3 separate regions of the Zea mays genome follow, and regions 1 and 3 are each linked to region 2. Evidence: chromatin contacts called from public Hi-C data. All regions are on one chromosome and are shown on one strand. Each heading gives the region's core, a stretch centred on a gene start, on an enhancer-like site or on the middle of the called end of the contact. The rest is flanking DNA. Distances are from core to core; before and after follow the strand shown. Region 1 holds the start of LOC541961 (knotted related homeobox 5). Region 2 holds the start of LOC542026 (gamma-glutamylcysteine synthetase 1). Region 3 holds the start of LOC542700 (low temperature-induced protein15).

Region 1 (3,021 bases), core at 448-2,947, 370 kb before region 2:
CTCGGTCGGTCACTTATCCCAAATTGCTCCAAGCTAAGCACGCTTAACTTGGAGTTTTTTTCGAGATAGACTTTCGAAAAAAGATGTACTTTATTGATATGAATACACTATTAATTCTATTAACCCTTGGATCAGGATATCACCATCCCAGAATCCATGATATCAGAGGTCTGCTGACTATAGCCTAAATGAATATGCATGTGCAATTTTTACACTCATAAATCACTTCGATAAGAGTGTTGGATAAGGACACGGAAAATGAATTCTTAGCCTTTCATACTCCAAATCAATAATTTCTTTTTACTATACATATCTATATTTGTTGTGGTTTCCAGAACCAAGGAACAATAAGATTTGTGTTCAGTAGAGGTGTTAGTTTGGACTCACTCCAAATGGTGAGCCGCGCGGGGGGGGGGGGGGGGGGAGGGGCTCGAAGGTGGATTTGGGGCGAAGGAGTTATACTAGTTCAGACCGGGACCCTAGTTCAGTGCGGTGCTGCCAGTAGTATTGCTTGGAACGTGTTACAACTGGGTGCTTGTGTGAAGTTGTGGAGATATGAGATGATCTTTGGATGGAGGTTGTCTTGCCCTTTTATAGCTCAATGGTAGACATTACAATGAGGATTTGTATTCTACCAGGGAGGAGTTCAGCCTCCCGCTTCTAGGTCTCGTAGCCCCTATGGTCTCGTCTATTGGGTCGTGCTTCTGTGTATCCCTTATAGAGTCGTCTACCGAGGCGTGCGCTGTCGTACCCCTGGTCTGGTGTAGTGTCTCGTCTGCCTTTAGATGAGTTCCTGTAGCTGCTTCGATTTAGACGTAGCGGTGTTTGGTGGTTCTATTGAGTTAGCTCAAGGCATGGCTTAGGGATGTCTTCAGTACAACTTCATCTTCCTTCATCCTCATATCATCACCTTTCATCATGTGTATACGTACGCCTTGTACGGTGTATTGCCCCGTCCCTTCCGGCGTATGTGTCAGTGTAGAGATCCCGATGCTGAGGTCTCAGCGACTAGGGTTGTCCGGTCCTACTGGTCAGCGGGGATACGTGGTCTGGGCATGGCTTGGTAATGTCTCATCGCGCCGACGTGGCTCGATAGCACCAGGTTGGCTTTCCTAAGAGTCAGTTATCGTCTTGCTGGATTGCTCGGCGGTCTCGCCTCGCTAGGTTGCTCGGCGAGCGGGTTGGTCAGTAGCTTCGCCTCGCTGGGTTGCTCGGCGGATATTGGTTGGGGGGCGAGCTGGTCGGCTTGGTGAGCCGTCCCCAGGAGGCCTTTTGGACCCTCACGCCAAGGTGCTTGGCAGGTGGGTCGCTCGATTCATGGGTTGTATTTGAGAGGCCTTTAGGCCTTCTTTTATGTACCCTGTTCCTAAGTATCCAACAATATTCGTATCCGCATACACTCTTCGCTACATACATCTCTCGTTTACACTCTCGCATTAGAACGTGAGGCTATCTCTAGCATACCTCATATCGCATCCTCTATCTTATTTCTTGTTTTAAACTTCTCAGTATCGTCTACAGTTTTTTCACGCTACGCTAGTCTGACCGCCGGATATAGCCATAGTAGCGAAAAAAAATCAATGAAAATGGGAACATCCATGCACATTTCTTTACATTTTTTTTCTTTCTCGCATAGAAAAAACCACATATTCCCTTCTTCTTTCCCAATCTCACTGGCAGGCACTGCCTCCATCATCCTCTGACTCAGAGAGAGAGAGAGCAGCCGAGCCGGTTCAACCCCATGAATACCGCTGCTGCAGAGATCACGGCCTGCTTCTGCGTCTGCAGCTCCAGCAGTAGCAACAGCAGGGGCTGCAGTGCAAACGACTGCTAGTTCCCCTTTCCCCGCATGATCTCTGCCCCTTCCCCTACCTTCTCTTGTTCTTGCTTGCACGACCCTTTTCCTTGTGCGCTAGCTGCCGCTTCTTCTTCGTCTTCCTGGAGCTCCCCGCATCCACACATGCCCCAAGAACCAGACAATAAAACAACACGGAACCATCGGAGTCTTTTTCTACTACTATTTCCAGCGATTTGATTATATGGATGTGTGCACAGGTGCACGTAGATAGGTAGAATAGAAGGGAGATTATAGCTAGCTAGAGGCAGCGAGCAGCTCGGTTGCTGGGACACGCGATCGAGCTACAGCAAAGAAGACTGCAGGGTGGCGCGGCGGGCATGGAGGATCTGTACAGCATCCACCCGGGGATCTCGCGCCACGGGGCGGCGGCGACTAGCGAGGCGTCCGGGGTCGCCGGTGGACCGGGCTCACCCCCGCCCCCGCCCCCGCCGGCGGCGGATCTGACGGAGCTGGTCAAGGCGCAGATCGCCGGGCACCCACGCTACCCGTCCCTCCTCTCCGCCTACATCGACTGCCGCAAGGTACGGTACCTCGCCGTCGCATCGTGCGGTCGGCTAGCAGTAGCTAGCACCTAGCAGCTAGCTCGCCGACAATAATTACGCCTTGACGACGCGGGTCGGTTTCTTGATTTGGCGTGGCAGGTGGGCGCGCCGTCGGAGGTGGCCACGCTGCTGGAGGAGATCGGCCGGGAGAGGTGCGCCGCCGCCTCCGCCGGCGGGGAGGTCGTCGGCATGGACCCCGAGCTCGACGAGTTCATGGTACGCACGCTAAACCAGTTGTTCTGATTCTTGTGTCGTTATTACATGTGACCGTGGCGACGACGACGGTGGCTGCGGCGCGCAGGAGACGTACTGCCGGTTGCTGGAGCGGTACAAGGAGGAGCTGTCGCGGCCGTTCGACGAGGCGGCGTCCTTCCTCAGCAGCGTCAGGACGCAGCTCAGCTCCCTCTGCGGCGGCGCCGCCTCGCTCTCCGGTAAGTAAGTAAGGCCGGGGGGTGTTTGATCCTCCGGGCGTCTGGCTGGGTTTTGGATGTTGATTGGAAGGATTAAAACATGAGCTAATTATTATAAAACTAATTGCATAAGCGTGGCTAATTCAGGAGATGAAGCTATCCGTGATCAGTTCAGCGGTTTGCTACAGTAAACATATAGATCTGGTTTTAT
Region 2 (2,700 bases), core at 183-2,682:
ACCTTTGGCATTATTGGTATGTCACTCAGTGCCCATTTTGGCTGAAAGCCAAGCCCAAGAAATCCTATTCCCATTTCCTCTCCAACTGCTTTAACCTGCAAGAACAGGCAAACTTTGGGGTCATACATACCCTAATTGCACTGAAATGCAAGAAAAATGCAATATGGTACCATACAATTCTTAACATTTTCCCATAAGACCCTAGTCGGCATGTTAAAAAATATTACAAAATGAACTCCAACAAGATGTTCACATTAAAGGTATAGTTCTCAACAGAAGTATCACAATAAGCATGCAGGGGTGTCAGTAAACATTTGGTTTGCATATGACTATGAGAGATTGGTACTGTATTATCTCTGACAAAAGAATGGTAACACACACAAACTAAGATCATAGTTTCTGTAAGATGCTGTACAAGGAATGCAATGTAAGAGAAGTTACCTGATAAAGATGCGAATTGACCTCAGCACAAGTTTGATGTAATGTTTCGAGAGGAGCGCCACTAAGTTCAAATTGGCCTCCAGGTTCTAGTGAGATGCTTTGCTTTCCCTACATCCGTAGAAACAAGTAAGGTTGCAAAGATAAACTGAAGCCAGCCATCAGAAGAAAAAAAAAACTGCATAACTTGTGTTTGGCTGTAGCATCTCAAGCATATGAGTGAGGGTGACCCATCGAAATGACAGGCAACGCCCTTTTCATCCAATTTCAATTGTTGGTGGATGATATATCGCCAGACACATTCATACAAAAGGGAAGGAGCAACGGAACCGTACCTGCTTGAGACCGATAACATTGTTTTCTTCCATTATCTTGTCCCAATCAAATCTCTCAGCAAGACCGTTCAGTATGTCACGAATCTGATCATATTTTATAGGGCGTAAAGTGTCGACTTCGAAACCGAACTTTTCGTGCTCCGTCCCAATTCTGTAAAGGACAGACGTTTACTTTGGGGATAAACTGAACAGCCAACTGAAGCATATTTTCCGTTTAAAAAAAAGAAAAATACAGGGACAGCTTCAATAAAACACCAGAATCATCGACGCTAAATTAAGTTGAAAACATGTACAAGATAAAAACGGCGGCCAAGTGATCATCACACTGATGAATTCATCCTAGCACCCAGTACACACTAGAGAGCCGGCTCAAAAAGTCTGTTGTCACTCTCACGAGCACTTGAATGTAACCTCAGTTTCAGAGCTAGACAGCGTTGGTCACTATGAATTACGCGTCCACGTCAAACATTCCACCACGATGGCACTAGGAGAGGAACCAGAACAAAACAACAAAAATAAGAAAAAAGGAGCATACGGAAGCTTCTGACCTCCAATTCTCCTTGGGCTTGCACCCGGAGACGAGGTAGGCGACGAGGTCCTCCTTGGTGAGCGGCTCCGTCATCTGCACGGCCTCCTCCGTGGGAGGGCTGGCCGCGACGGCCCCGCCGCGCCCCCTCCTCCTCACCCAACCGGCGGTCGACGGGAGCCGAACCGCCGCGAGCCCGCTCCTCCCCCTCCCCCCTGCCGCCGCCGCCGCCGCGGGGCGCGCGCCGTCCGGCGACACCCGCGCGACCGCCAGCCGCGACGCCACCGCCATCGAATCCACAACCTGCCGAAATCCAGCACCGGAATGTCAGCGGGAATCGCGCAATCCGACACGCGGACGCCAGCCGTCGGACTGAACCACTCACCTCGCCGCGCCGGCACCCGGAGGCTGGCTAGGGCTCCTCCGCGTCCACTGCTGCCGCCGCCTCTGCTTCCGTCGCGGTACTACCACCGCGGAAGAAGGGAGTAAGAAGAGACGGGGCCAGCAGCGCGAGCTGGTCACTTTATAAAGCGGTGTGGTGGTGGGGCCCGGGCGTCAGGACGGCGCGTTGAAGTGCGCGCATCAATCGCAGGAGCGGGCGAGCGGCATCGGCAGCAGAAGGCAGAAGCCGCCGGTGCGTGCGTGCGGCGGCGGCGGCGGCGGCTTCGTCACTGGCGTGTGGGCGCGGGTGCCCTGCTGATTGCGAGAGGCGAGCCGTTCATTACTAGTAGTACTGAGTTTCAGTGGGAGTCACTTTTTTTTGGGGGGGTGTAGTGGTGGAACGGCCGGCTGGATCCTGCGATTTCCAATCCAATTAACTAATGAATTCGCATTCGTAAAAAAGTGGGGCTGCTCCCACGGTTCTAGTAGAGCACGGACGCTAGCGCTGACCAATACTGGATCGTCGCTGATGACGAAGACGATGATGAGAGGGGTGCCGCGCGAGGATCCTCTGCGGTGGAAGCCGGCACGCAACACTCGACGCCGACGCCGACGCCGACGCCGACTGTCTGTCGAGAGGCGTGGCTTCTCAGACTGCAGTTGTTCGGCCCGGCCCGATCCCTGTCTGTCGAGAGGCGTGGCTTCTCAGACTGCAGTTGTGCAGCGCGAGGGACGGCCGGGCGGGAGGGACCGTCTGGTCGCTGCCGTGGCGATGCAAAATGCCAATTGCCGGCGCCCGCAACCGCAACGAACCCCGGCCGTGCGTCGTCGCTGGCGTCAGCACGCTTTTGTCGGTTCCAGTCTCGAGGATTCGGCGTCCCTCAGCCCCTGCCTAGCTAGTGCGACGATGCTGATCCTTTGCTGGTAGTAGCAAAGTGGTCGACGTGGAACCGCATCATAATATAATTAGATGTTTGGTTTCATTAATCACGTCATCCAAAATAAAGTAACGCATCATAG
Region 3 (2,700 bases), core at 152-2,651, 280 kb before region 2:
TTAAGTAAAATGCAGTAACTTGGTATGTCCGTCCATACAAAACCGTCCTTCCTGCAACGATCAACTTGACATGTCGAATCTCGAAATTGATTCATGTGTGCTCACAAATTGGATTCATCGCCTCACCATAACAGACAGAAGGCTCACAAATTTGGAGCCACATACTCGTACAGCATAACATATATATATATAGGCATATTCGATTTCATAAGCAAGATAAGATATTACAACTCCAAACAAGATATTACAACTACAAACACATCCTTTCCGATGGCCAAATTTATAACACTAACAAGAAGCAAATTTATAACACTGACAAGAAGAGCAAACCATGACAAGGATGATTTATGAATAGATATACCAATACGAGATAGACAGCGGCACGACGACAGAAATTGGCTCTCTCCCGCCGGCTGAGGCTCAGATTCTCAGAACCCGATGGGCTGCATCGGGGGGAAGGACGGCTGCCAGGGGCGGAGCATGGGGTCGTCGGTGACCATCTCCGGGATGTCGACGGCGGCGCCGGCCATCTGGAGCACCTCGAGGACGCCGCCCAGCGACTGCAGGCGGCCGGCCAGCTCGGCGTGGCGGGCGCGCAGCACCGCGTTGTCGCCGTCCACCCTGCCCAGGTCGCGCTCCAGCGCCGCGGTGCGGGCCTGCGTCGCCGCGTTCTCCGCCTGCAGGCGGGCCACCTCCGCCACCAGCTCCTCCAGCCGCTGCTGCTTCCGCGCGCGCGACCGCCGCGCCGACTCCCTGTTGGACAGCATCCGCTTCCGCTTGCGCTCGTCCGTCGTGTCGTTGCTGTCGGGGCTCGAGCTCCGGCGTGACGACGACATGGATGCTTGTCTTGTCGGATTGAATCTGTTTGGTGGGGGGTGGGGTGGGGGGAGGATGGGGAGAAACAGGAGCCCTAGAGATGGATTCGAAAGACTATCTCAGAGAGAAAGAGAGAGGGAGAGACGGCGAAGGATCAGCAGTTGGAGAGGGGCGATGCGTTCATGAGAAGACGTAGAACCAGTAGAGGAAGGCGACGGAGAAGGAGTGGGAGCGGCGGATACGGAGCACGCTCAGCTTCATCGGAGCACGGCGGCCGTCAGAGGAACTGGTGGGTAAACATGGGGGTGGGGACGGTGTGCTCCTCGGACGGACGGATCTACGCGGGGACAGGAGGAGGGACCGGGGAACAAGAATTCGAGGAAACCAGAGGGGCCGGCTGCAAGAGTTCCTTGAGGGAAAGAAGAGTACTGGACTTGGACGGCTCGCAGATCGAAAGAAACAAGAAAAAAGAGAGGAGCTGCGAGGACCTGAATGTAAGAAAAAGAGAGGGGGCAGGGACTTAGCTGAAAGAGAGGAGGATGGCAAAGGAGAGACACTCCTTATCTTTTATCCGGAGATGGGGAAGGTTTCGAACGTCTCCCTGGGGCGGCTATTTATAGCTGGAGCCGAGGGTAGTTCTGGGATTTCGGGACGGTGGGGGGATGGTGGGCTGGGACGGCATATTCTTTTCCTGATGCCACGGCCACGGGACCGCCACTAGTCTACCTACTACTTGGCTGGAAAAATGCAGATGAGGTCGGAGGACGAGAATGGAAGAATGCAGATGAGGTGGGGCCCGCTGACCGAACGACGCGGACTGGGCGACGGTGACGGCTGGCTCTGGCTTGCCCAGCTGCTTGGTCCAGCTCATTAAAAAGTTTCTTCCAGAAGTGCCCTCCCACTCGTCCTCCTCTTTTTTTCTTTATCGTACCAAATTTGCCCACCGTTTAGAAGCGAAGCCGGTAGGAAGGCGCCCTCCCAAAAAAAAAAAATAGGAGCGGATTACTCAAGCAAGAAGCCGTGACACGCTTGCCTTGCTGATAATATCTACAGGGAAGGAGGAGGATTAGGAACTTTCTTCTTCCAGATAAACTCTGGATTCGTCTTGCAACTATCTTCTTTCGCATAAAAAGAAGAAAGAAAGAAAGTTACGGTGAATGTTTGGTTTATTTAGAGAATGTTTGGTTTACACGGACTAATTTTTAGTCTCTCTATTTTATTATATTTTAGTATTTAAATCACTAAAACTAAAATTATATTTTAGTTTTTGTAATTACTACTAAAACTCTATTTCAGTTTCCATATCTAGCAATTTCGAAACTAAATTAGAATAAAATGGATGGACTAGTAATTAATATATAATAATGTGTATTATAGTACTATAAATATTATAATATGTTTTCAAACTCCAACAAAAATTGATGTAAAAATGTTAAATAGCTCAGTTCAAAAGTAAATGAGACCGGATAGGAGAATTAATTAGAGCGGAGATAAAATAGAGAGAAGAATAGTTGAGAACAAAGATGTTTAAATATGAATAAAAAGTACGAATAGTTGGATTGAGGAGACTAAATAGTTGGAGATAGCCTAAATGTAGCGGATGTTCAATCATTCACCTATAAACCATGATGACAACCAATTAGTAGCTAAAAAATCATAACCCTTGAATCATCCTATGATCCAATGTAACGCGGGGGCTTCCTAAGAAACACCAATTGGTTGCGCCCCCGTCTGGTTGCCGTGGATTATGAGAATTTGCACAACACACGTAATCCGAGAAGATGCAGCCAAAGCTTAATAATAGTGAATAGTCTCTAGCAGCTGCAGCGCATTATCCAATATACAAAACCAGTGATGTTTGGTTTAGCACGTGGATTCAGTCTA

The links. Hi-C and Micro-C count contacts between places; a contact is called where the count stands out from the background.
Region 1: a contact with region 2 is called in a Hi-C map of tassel, with 2.7 times the contacts expected there. The contact joins the promoter of LOC541961 here to the promoter of LOC542026 in region 2. A contact is called at or near these places in 3 of 25 Hi-C or Micro-C datasets (ear, leaf and tassel).
Region 3: a Hi-C map of bundle sheath shows a contact between it and region 2, with 2.9 times the contacts expected there. The contact joins the promoter of LOC542700 here to the promoter of LOC542026 in region 2. A contact is called at or near these places in 2 of 25 Hi-C or Micro-C datasets (bundle sheath and endosperm).

Annotation. Positions count from the first base shown.
Region 1 is chr6:31,927,466-31,930,486 of Zm-B73-REFERENCE-NAM-5.0, forward strand. LOC541961 (knotted related homeobox 5) reads left to right here and starts at 1,698. Exons shown (of 5, transcript NM_001111615.2): 1 at 1,698-2,379; 2 at 2,500-2,616; 3 at 2,702-2,831. The coding sequence starts at 2,176.
Region 2 is chr6:32,301,462-32,304,161 of Zm-B73-REFERENCE-NAM-5.0, forward strand. It overlaps LOC542026 (gamma-glutamylcysteine synthetase 1), which reads right to left and starts at 1,433. Exons shown (of 15, transcript NM_001111672.1): 1 at 1,322-1,433; 2 at 774-924; 3 at 442-549; 4 at 3-95. The coding sequence starts at 1,395.
Region 3 is chr6:32,024,727-32,027,426 of Zm-B73-REFERENCE-NAM-5.0, forward strand. LOC542700 (low temperature-induced protein15) reads right to left here and starts at 1,402. Exons shown (of 1, transcript NM_001112214.2): 1 at 181-1,402. The coding sequence starts at 836. The coding sequence ends at 429. LOC103629162 (a long non-coding RNA gene) reads left to right here and starts at 2,389. Exons shown (of 2, transcript XR_554187.4): 1 at 2,389-2,700.